Linked DNA regions of Rattus norvegicus: region 2 is linked to region 1. A link is a contact called in public Hi-C data. All regions are on one chromosome and are shown on one strand. The core of a region is the stretch at or near the end of the contact, and the rest is flanking DNA. Distances in the headings are between cores, read along the strand shown. Region 1 has its middle 33 kb from the start of Pdcl3. Region 2 has its middle 58 kb from the start of Sec61gl4.

Region 1 (4,114 bases), core at 45-2,544:
CTACCCTTGGCTGTATGTCTGTCTTCTTTGGTGAAATATGGAAACGATGTACCCATAAAGGCAGCGTGATGGTTTGAGATAGTTCCCAACAGGTGAGCTCTACCAACTCTCGACTGATCAAAATCTGCACCGTATGTAAATTCATCAATAAAAGTCTGTAATTAGCCAGGCCCCTGCCAAGCAGAAGTTGCATCATTTGGGTCTCCACTGATCAGAGCCTCAATGCGCAGGCTTCCACCAATAGGATTGGTTCATCCTCAGGCAGGAGTCACAGGTGGAAACAAATGACCAGGCAGGACTTCCCTGACCCAAAACCTCTGCGTGGCACTTGGCAGTAAAGTTTTCCACTACCCTCTCCTCATGCCCATGACAGACCCTGGGGCCGAGAATCTCTGCCTGTCACCATTGCTGTTTTGCATCTTGGTAATCCGATTTTATGTTTTTGAATAACAGTGGTCACACACTAAATTTGTTTGTTTCTTCAAAAGCCTCCCAAGCTCATGAATAAGCAATAAACCTCAGAATTATCCTGGCCAAACTTGGAGTCTTCGTCATCACAAAACACATCCATCAGGGCAGATGCATAGCTCAGTGATAAGTGTGCATGCTTGAGACCCTACATACATAAACACACAGAGGCACACACTCATGCACACGTGCACACACATACATGGACTCACATGCACACACACATGCACACGTGCACACACATACATGGACTCACATGCACACACACATGCACACACACATGCACACGTGCACACACATACATGGACTCACATGCACACACACATGCACACACATGCACACACACATGCACACACACATGCACACGTGCACACACATACATGGACTCACATGCACATGTGCACACACATACATGGACTCACATGCACACACACATACACACACACTTTGGCAAAAAGCCTTCACTGCTTCGTGCTGTTTGAGCAGAATGAACCTGGGTGTGTCTGTGTACATCACCAGCAGCCTCTAATGCTAATGGTTCTTTGAACACCAGCTGCTCTACCGTCCCCCTTTACCATGGCAACATTTCTGGAGAATTGCTGCTGTGGGAGGACTTGATTCTTCTGGTTGTCGTGGCTGACTCTGAGCCTCCCCAGCCCCAGAGACTACCAACCATGTGTACTTGGTCCTCCAACTCAGTTCAGGGACCTGAACTTGACGAAGGTTGGGGGGTCTTGCTTAAACAGAAACGAGTCTGTGAATAAGGACCATGGCTGAGGGATGCCTGTCCCAGGCCCACAGCAGCTTTTAGAAGGGAGGAATGCTTGATGAGGTGGGAAAGGTGGGCAGAGAGAGATGCTCACTGTTTGGTTGATATTTAGACACTGGGATGTCCTCTGGGCCTGCATCCACCACAGGAGTTTCACTGGGAAGGGGCACAGGGTGGGCTCCAGGGCTGCTCCACCTGGCCAAGGGAGACCCCAGCTGAAGGTAACAGCAGTTGTAACTGCTTTCCCTTTGACCAGAAGGCTGCAGAAAGGATGAAGGGTGAAGAATGATACTTTCTCTCCACATCCAGGAGAGCCAGTGCACCCTGGAGGCTCAGACACTCCCCATTCATGTATCCCTAGACTCCTAATATAGTAACAATGTTGGTCACCTTGGAATCAGAGAAATCTTGCTCACCTGGCGGTTGGCCGAAACAAGACAGTGACTTTTCTGAGGTCACAAAGGTTTAGTCAGAATAGAAATCAGACTCCCCATCTTCTCTTGCACTCTGCTTTCAAGCTCACCTCTGCCCAATGGTTAAATTTGACTCTTGGCTTGAGAGACACCTAAATTAGCAAAGCCCTGTTCTGCGTGTCTGGGAGGACACTTCCTTTTTAAAATTTTTTTTTAAAGATTTACTTTTTATATATAACTACACTGTAGTTGTTCTCAGACACACCAGAAGAGGGCATCAGATTGCATTATAGATGGTTATGAGCCACCATGTGGTTGCTAGGATTTGACCTCAGGATCTTTGGAAGAGCAGTCAGTGCTCTTAACCATTGAGCCATCTCTCCAGCCCCAGGGAGGACACTTCCTAACTGCAGAAGGGAAGATCCATGTGGGACAAGAGAGGAAGAAGAGGAATCCCAGTCATACAGACAGCCTCTGTCTGTTCCCTGACTGTCACAAGGCATGCAGCCTCCTGTGACGTGATTCTGTCCCCACGATATTCTGTCTTCCCATAGGCCATTCTAATGGAGCCAGACACCCATGGGCTGAAGCCCCTGGAACCATGAACCAAGATAAACCTTTCTTCTTCTTAACATAGTTTACCTTGGGTACTCTGTCTACTCTGTCATAGTGATAGAAGTGACAGATATAGTCAATGCCTGATTGGTACCCTGCACCTTCATGACTACCCTCTACATAGGTGTCCACCTGGGGACAGATAACTGAAGAAAGGGTTTGGAGTGGGGGCTAAGGTCTTTGGTACAGAGGCATTGGAAATGTCAAGTCAGCCAATAAACAGCCTGCTGTGGACCCCCAGTGGTCAGAAGAGGGCATCAGATCCCATTCTAGATGGTTGTGAGCCACCATGTGGTTGCTGGGGACTGAACTCAGGACCTCTGGAAGAGCAACCAGTGCTCTTAACCACTGAGCCATCTCTCCAGCACCCTCGCAGCCACCTCCCTCCCCAGTGATTTTTATAATTATAATCTCTTTGTTGAGGGGCCAAGAAGACATTCTGTAACAAATCCTTGTGGATACATGGTAACAGGCAACACAGGAGCAGAACTCAGCAGTCTCTCTGGTGTCTTTAGTAATGTCTAGAATGGGTAAGAGCCCGCTCGTGTAGGAACAAGTGTTGTTATGCCCATCACTCTGACACATTTCCTCTCATACCCTAAAATAACACATTCTGAGAGAGCCCACACTCCCCTCCATAGCCTTTCTTGTCCATCTCTAACTTTCTCCTTCTTTCTATGTCCTGTACCACCAACTCCAACTCTAGGTTCAGTGATGCTATTTCAACGTGGCCCATGTGGCTTGCTACCCGTCAATCATCACACCCTCTGGAGTGCGCTCAGAGCGCCACGTGCCTGTGGTTTAGCGCCACTTTTCTGATTGCCATCCTGCTTCCACCTCGCTCCCTTTACAATCAATCCATGGTCTGCAGGCCACAGAGAGATGCTTTCCAAATGCAAACTCCACTACATCACTCTCTGGCACACTCGGCCCGCCTCCACCCCACACCCCCGCACCCTGCATCCCGCCATTATACCTCAGGCTCTGGAACTCATCTGGCTCCTGCCCCCATTCCAGAACAGGGGCATTTACCGTGCGTGTCACGCTGTAGGCTGTTGCCTGTGAGCTTTGCTGTCCCTCACAGCACAGAGAGGATGCGGAAGGTTTTAGAACCTGCACGTTGTTAGTGTTGAAGAGAGTCACCCACACGATGGAAAGGGTATGATCACCAAAGCTCATTCATCACCTGCTAGATCCCAGCCTGGCTCTGGGGCACTGTGACAAGCATCTTCTGGGGTATCCTACAGCTTTTCTGGTCACAGGACACAGGATAAGTACCTTACCCTAAGGCACCACAGGCTAGCCCTGCCAGTACTCCAAACATGCGTCTAATGAGCATATGAAGAGGAAAGACTGCAATAATTTTAACTGTCGACTTTATAGAAACTAAGAAATACATATGGGTGTGTGTTTATGTGTGCCAGTGTCCATGGAGGGGGTGTATTCACGTGTGTGTGTGTGTGTGTGTGTGTGTGTGTGTGTGTATGTGTAGGCCAGAAGACAACTTCAGTGTCTTTTCCAGGTACCATATACCTACCTACCTTTCTTTCTTTCCTTTCTTCCTTCTTTCTTTCTTTCTTTCTTTCTTTCTTTCTTTCTTCCTTCCTCTCTGTCTCTGTCTCTGTCTCTCTCTCTCTTTCTTTCTTTCTTTCTTTTATGAGATATGGTCTCTTACCAACCTGGAACTTGCCAAGAAGGCTAACTTGGTTAGCCAGTGAGTCCCAGGACCCTACCTTTCTTTGCTTTTATTATTATTATTATTATTATTATTATTATTATTATTATTAGTAGTAGTAGTAGTAGTAGTAGCAGCAGCAGCAGCAGCAGCAGCAGCAGCAGCAGTAGTGGT
Region 2 (4,076 bases), core at 195-2,694, 93 kb after region 1:
CTGAAAGCCAGAACGGACCCCTTCCCTTTTTGTTTAGGGTGTCTTACCACAGCACAGGAAGAGACGCTAAGATGCCACGATTGAAGGAGAAAGATAGAAAGCCCTTTATGTTGTGGTTCAGAGGGAGGTGAGGGAGAGGCAGTTTTCTTTCTAACTGAGCACTGTTTTAACTCTGACCATGGCCACAGTGTTCAGGTCCATCTCTCATCCAAAGAGCTGGACTCTGGGCTGCAGGGTCTTATTTCTTCTTATGTCTTAGCCTCACCCAAGCCTATGTCTGGCGCCTTCTGATTCCCAGAATCTCAAAACCCTTCAACTTGGGAGCACAGACTATAGGTCCATGGCTAAAAGCCAACCCAGCCCTTTGGAAATAGTTGCCGGGCCTGCGGGGAGAAACCAGATCCAGATCCTTAGTCCTAGACCAGCAGAACCTGACCCTCTGCAGCTGACTCTGCATTTGACCACACTGTTCTTGTGCACACTGAAGTTTGGAGCCTTTCAGTCAAACAGTGGGGGCCCTGAGCAAGGAACATGGAGGAGATTGGAGCTGCCATGCTGCCAAATTGTCCCTCTGCACAGGTAATCCAGCAGGAGCCCTTGGATGAAAGGCAGGAAGGAAGTGCTGGGCCTTTGACTAGGTGGTGTTTCAGAAGTCTCTGTTTCGAACACCCTGAATTTGGAGGGCAGAAAACAGTGATTATTTTTGGCCTCGTTATCCTCCTATTTAGCGTGCAATCATTGTGAGCAGTGCATTGCACTCCATTCTTCTCTGGCCTGACCTCATACAATAGTCTCTGAAAATAGGGCTTTGCCTCTGAGTTCTTCATATATATATATGAATGATTGAAGGTCCATTCTAGTTTGTCTGTGAACACCATTTTGCTTGTCCATTTCCTAAAAAAACCTTTCACATTCTCCTCTGAATGACCTCCCATTTCCCTCAGAACCTCCATGAGCACAGAGTCTCTGCGCTGGTCAGAGCTGATGTGCTCCACCAGCCAAGCCCTACATCCAGAGTTTTCTGTTTCAACTCATGATCCAGAGGAACAACGCAGATCTAGAACCTTCTTGGCAAATGTCTCACCCGCCTGCAGATGTGAAAACATCCTACCCTGTCCACCTTCAGCATTAACGGTAGAGACACTTAAGGAGGGATCTGTCTGAGGTCTAAGTGTCTCATGTGAAGATGAGGCGCACGCCCAGCCCTGAGATGGGAATTCATTGGGAGATCTCAGAGTGACTTCGCAAGAGGAATGTGCCAGGGAGGCGTATTGATTCAGTGTGAGCCCTGAAAATGGCATCCCTCTGCTGGATGCTGGGAAGTTCTCATGGGCAGACATATTGCTGCCTTGGCATGATAGCGGATCCCAACACCCTAAATAGCACGGCTCCTTTTAAAAATCCCTCTGGCATCTGCCCACAGCACCCACACCCAGGAAACGGTGGGTGGGGTCTGTTTGCACCCGCTGCGGTGAGCTAGAACAAGTTCACTCACTCCGGAGAGGAGTATCTAAGGAGGCAAAGCTTGCAAAACACAAAAGGGCAGATCCTCTGTGGAATCATTCCATTGGCTTTGGCTCTCCCTTCTGTGGCTGGGGCCCTGCTGTGACTATGCATATGCTTCTGCCCAAGCCCACATGGTGAAGCATCCCCAGCCCCCACTAGAGCAAAGCCCCCTTCATCTGCTCCGCAGCTCTATCCCCTAACCCTGCATCTGAATGCCAACATGTCCTAGACCCACCCTGAGCTCACTGCAGGACCAAGACTTCCAATTCCTCTGCAGCCACCGCACCTAGGCCTGCCTTTGCTCTTCCGGCAGTGCTGCCCTAGACTCAGCAGGATCTAGGGAGAGGATGGACTCAGTAGGGTGTGGCTGACTCTGTCTTGGGGTTCTGTCATCCTGGGAAGCCCCGGTCAGTCACATCAGACTAACATCCGTTATTGAAAGGCTTTTCAGAGTCCCCCTTCCTTTGGGCATCCTTGTCTATGCCATCTGTTAGACAGCTGTTCCTACACAAGGAAATTCATGAGCAAGAGAGATTTTTAAAAAATCCAGCCTGGTACTGAGAGCGAATAGCTTCTACAGAAGTCTGGTGCCCTCCCAGTCTGTGGTTCACCTGGGAAAATGTACACCGACTTTCCAAAGGCAGAGATACATGCAACAACCTTAGTGCCGACTCTCGTTCATAAGGCTGTGGCAGACCTGCTTGAAACCTTGGCCTTTTCATTCCACACAAGTCAGTGAGCTGAGGAGGCCTTGGAAGTTTCTTCTGCCTTCTTTGGGGTATCTCATGGCCCTAGGGGTCAGGTTGCTGGGATGTTCTGGCTAGCTTCAGACACATATCACTATGTGTGATTAGGAGGCTAGGGCGGCTGGCCTTCTTCACTCAGTTCACGTGGTCACCCACATGTTGAGTTGGTGGCCCTCTCTGGAAGCTACTTGCAATTCATGTCTGCTGGGGAAGGGAAAAAAATCAGTTTTCTCCAATAGAACATCACTGGGTGTATCAACCACACTGCAGGGCAGGCCCCATGTCCAGGAGTCATCAGCCAACATGGGAGCAGGCACTCTTAGAGGTCAAGCTCCACTGTGCCTCTGCCTCCCTCCTGCTACCCTCCCTCTGTGCTTGGATGAGCCAAGGACACCCTAGAGAACACCGGAAGGCAAGATTTCTTGAGTGTTTTCAAATGTGGCAGTCTACCACCCGCAGTCATTCCACACGTCCACGCAGGGACAGCCAAGTCTCGTGCACGTTAAGCAGAGGAGCAGATTTCGCTGTTTCCTTTTCTCGGGGGAAGTAGAGCAGGCATAGATTCTGTTGTAGAAAAGAAGATCTGACCAGCTCTCCGAGACAGGAACTTTCTCATTAGCACTGAAGGAAGTTTGAGCACATTTTTTTTGTTCAGGTTTTCTTCGCGTTTATTGATTCTAAGTAATATTTTATCAGAAGAGATCAGGAGCATTCGGAGTACTCTGGTTGAAGATATAATATTTTAACGGGAAAATAACACACGCACACACCCCAGTTTAGTGTTTGCTGTGTTCAAATCCCCAGATTTCACTGGCAGCACAGTGCTTACTTTCCCTCCCTGTGGCCCACATTCCTCCTCCTCCAGCGCACTTCCTGCTCGGGGAAAGGAGACTGCCAAGTTTGCAAATCAGTCCCTCGGTTACTGGGAAACATGGATCCTCATCAGGAGCTGGTCCCGCCAACTATTATTTTCCATGCAAAAATAATCCAGGTAGTTCCCATCTCCTCCCTTGGCCACAAGCATCTACGATGCCCTGTAACTGTCCCTTAAAAAAACAAAACCAAACAAAACCAAAAAAGAGGTTAAATCAGATAGAGCATCTGCCCTGCTCTCCAGCAGAACTGAGATCCTCGAAGAACAAGATGAAGGAAACTTATTTTTAAAAGTAAGAGTGAAGAAATCAAGCAAGCCATATATGAACATTATGTAAAACAGTGTAAGAAAACCAAGGTGAGCATAAGTTAGTTTTCTAAACCTTCTTCACATGCCTGGGAAGACGCCTTAGTTGGCAAAGCACTTGCTATGAAAGCACAGGGACCTGAATTTAATACCTAGAAACCACATGAAAAAAAATAAAAAAGGCCAGGCTCCTGGGAGGTAGAGACAGTGGATCCCTGGCACTCGATGCCCAGACAGCCTAGTCTATACTCTTCCAGGCCAATGAGAGACCCTGTCTCAAAAAGCACAAGGTGGAGAGATCCAAGGTTCACCTCTGGCCTCATACATCCACATGTGTACCCCCCACACACACACATACATACACACACAAATAGTAATACTAATAGATATAAATAACCCCCCTTTTCTTTTAGAAAAAGAAAAGCATTCAAATAACTTGTCAGAATAGTCTATCTTGTGCCCGTAATCCATCTTTGGTATGGTGATGGCCACCTTATAGCCCCTCACAGTTGTGTGTGTGCAAGCAGAGCTACATCTTCACAGCTCATCTCTGCTTTGACCCGTACATACGTCTAGATAATTTTGAGGTACACCCCAGACACCATACTGTCACCTCTGTAAATATCGCCAATGAATCGTGAAAT

The links. Hi-C and Micro-C count contacts between places; a contact is called where the count stands out from the background.
Region 2: a contact with region 1 is called in a Hi-C map of frontal cortex, with 4 times the contacts expected there. The contact joins two enhancer-like sites. A contact is called at or near these places in 2 of 12 Hi-C or Micro-C datasets (Schwann cells and frontal cortex).

Annotation. Positions count from the first base shown.
Region 1 is chr9:48,761,492-48,765,605 of GRCr8, forward strand. No RefSeq gene overlaps it. Among named protein-coding and RNA genes, the nearest start is that of Pdcl3, 33 kb to the left of the region's middle. Within about 2 kb of position 1,295, at least 10 of the 93 cell types and tissues checked have an H3K27ac peak or open chromatin away from gene starts, as enhancers often do.
Region 2 is chr9:48,854,652-48,858,727 of GRCr8, forward strand. No RefSeq gene overlaps it. Among named protein-coding and RNA genes, the nearest start is that of Sec61gl4, 58 kb to the left of the region's middle. Within about 2 kb of position 1,445, at least 18 of the 93 cell types and tissues checked have an H3K27ac peak or open chromatin away from gene starts, as enhancers often do.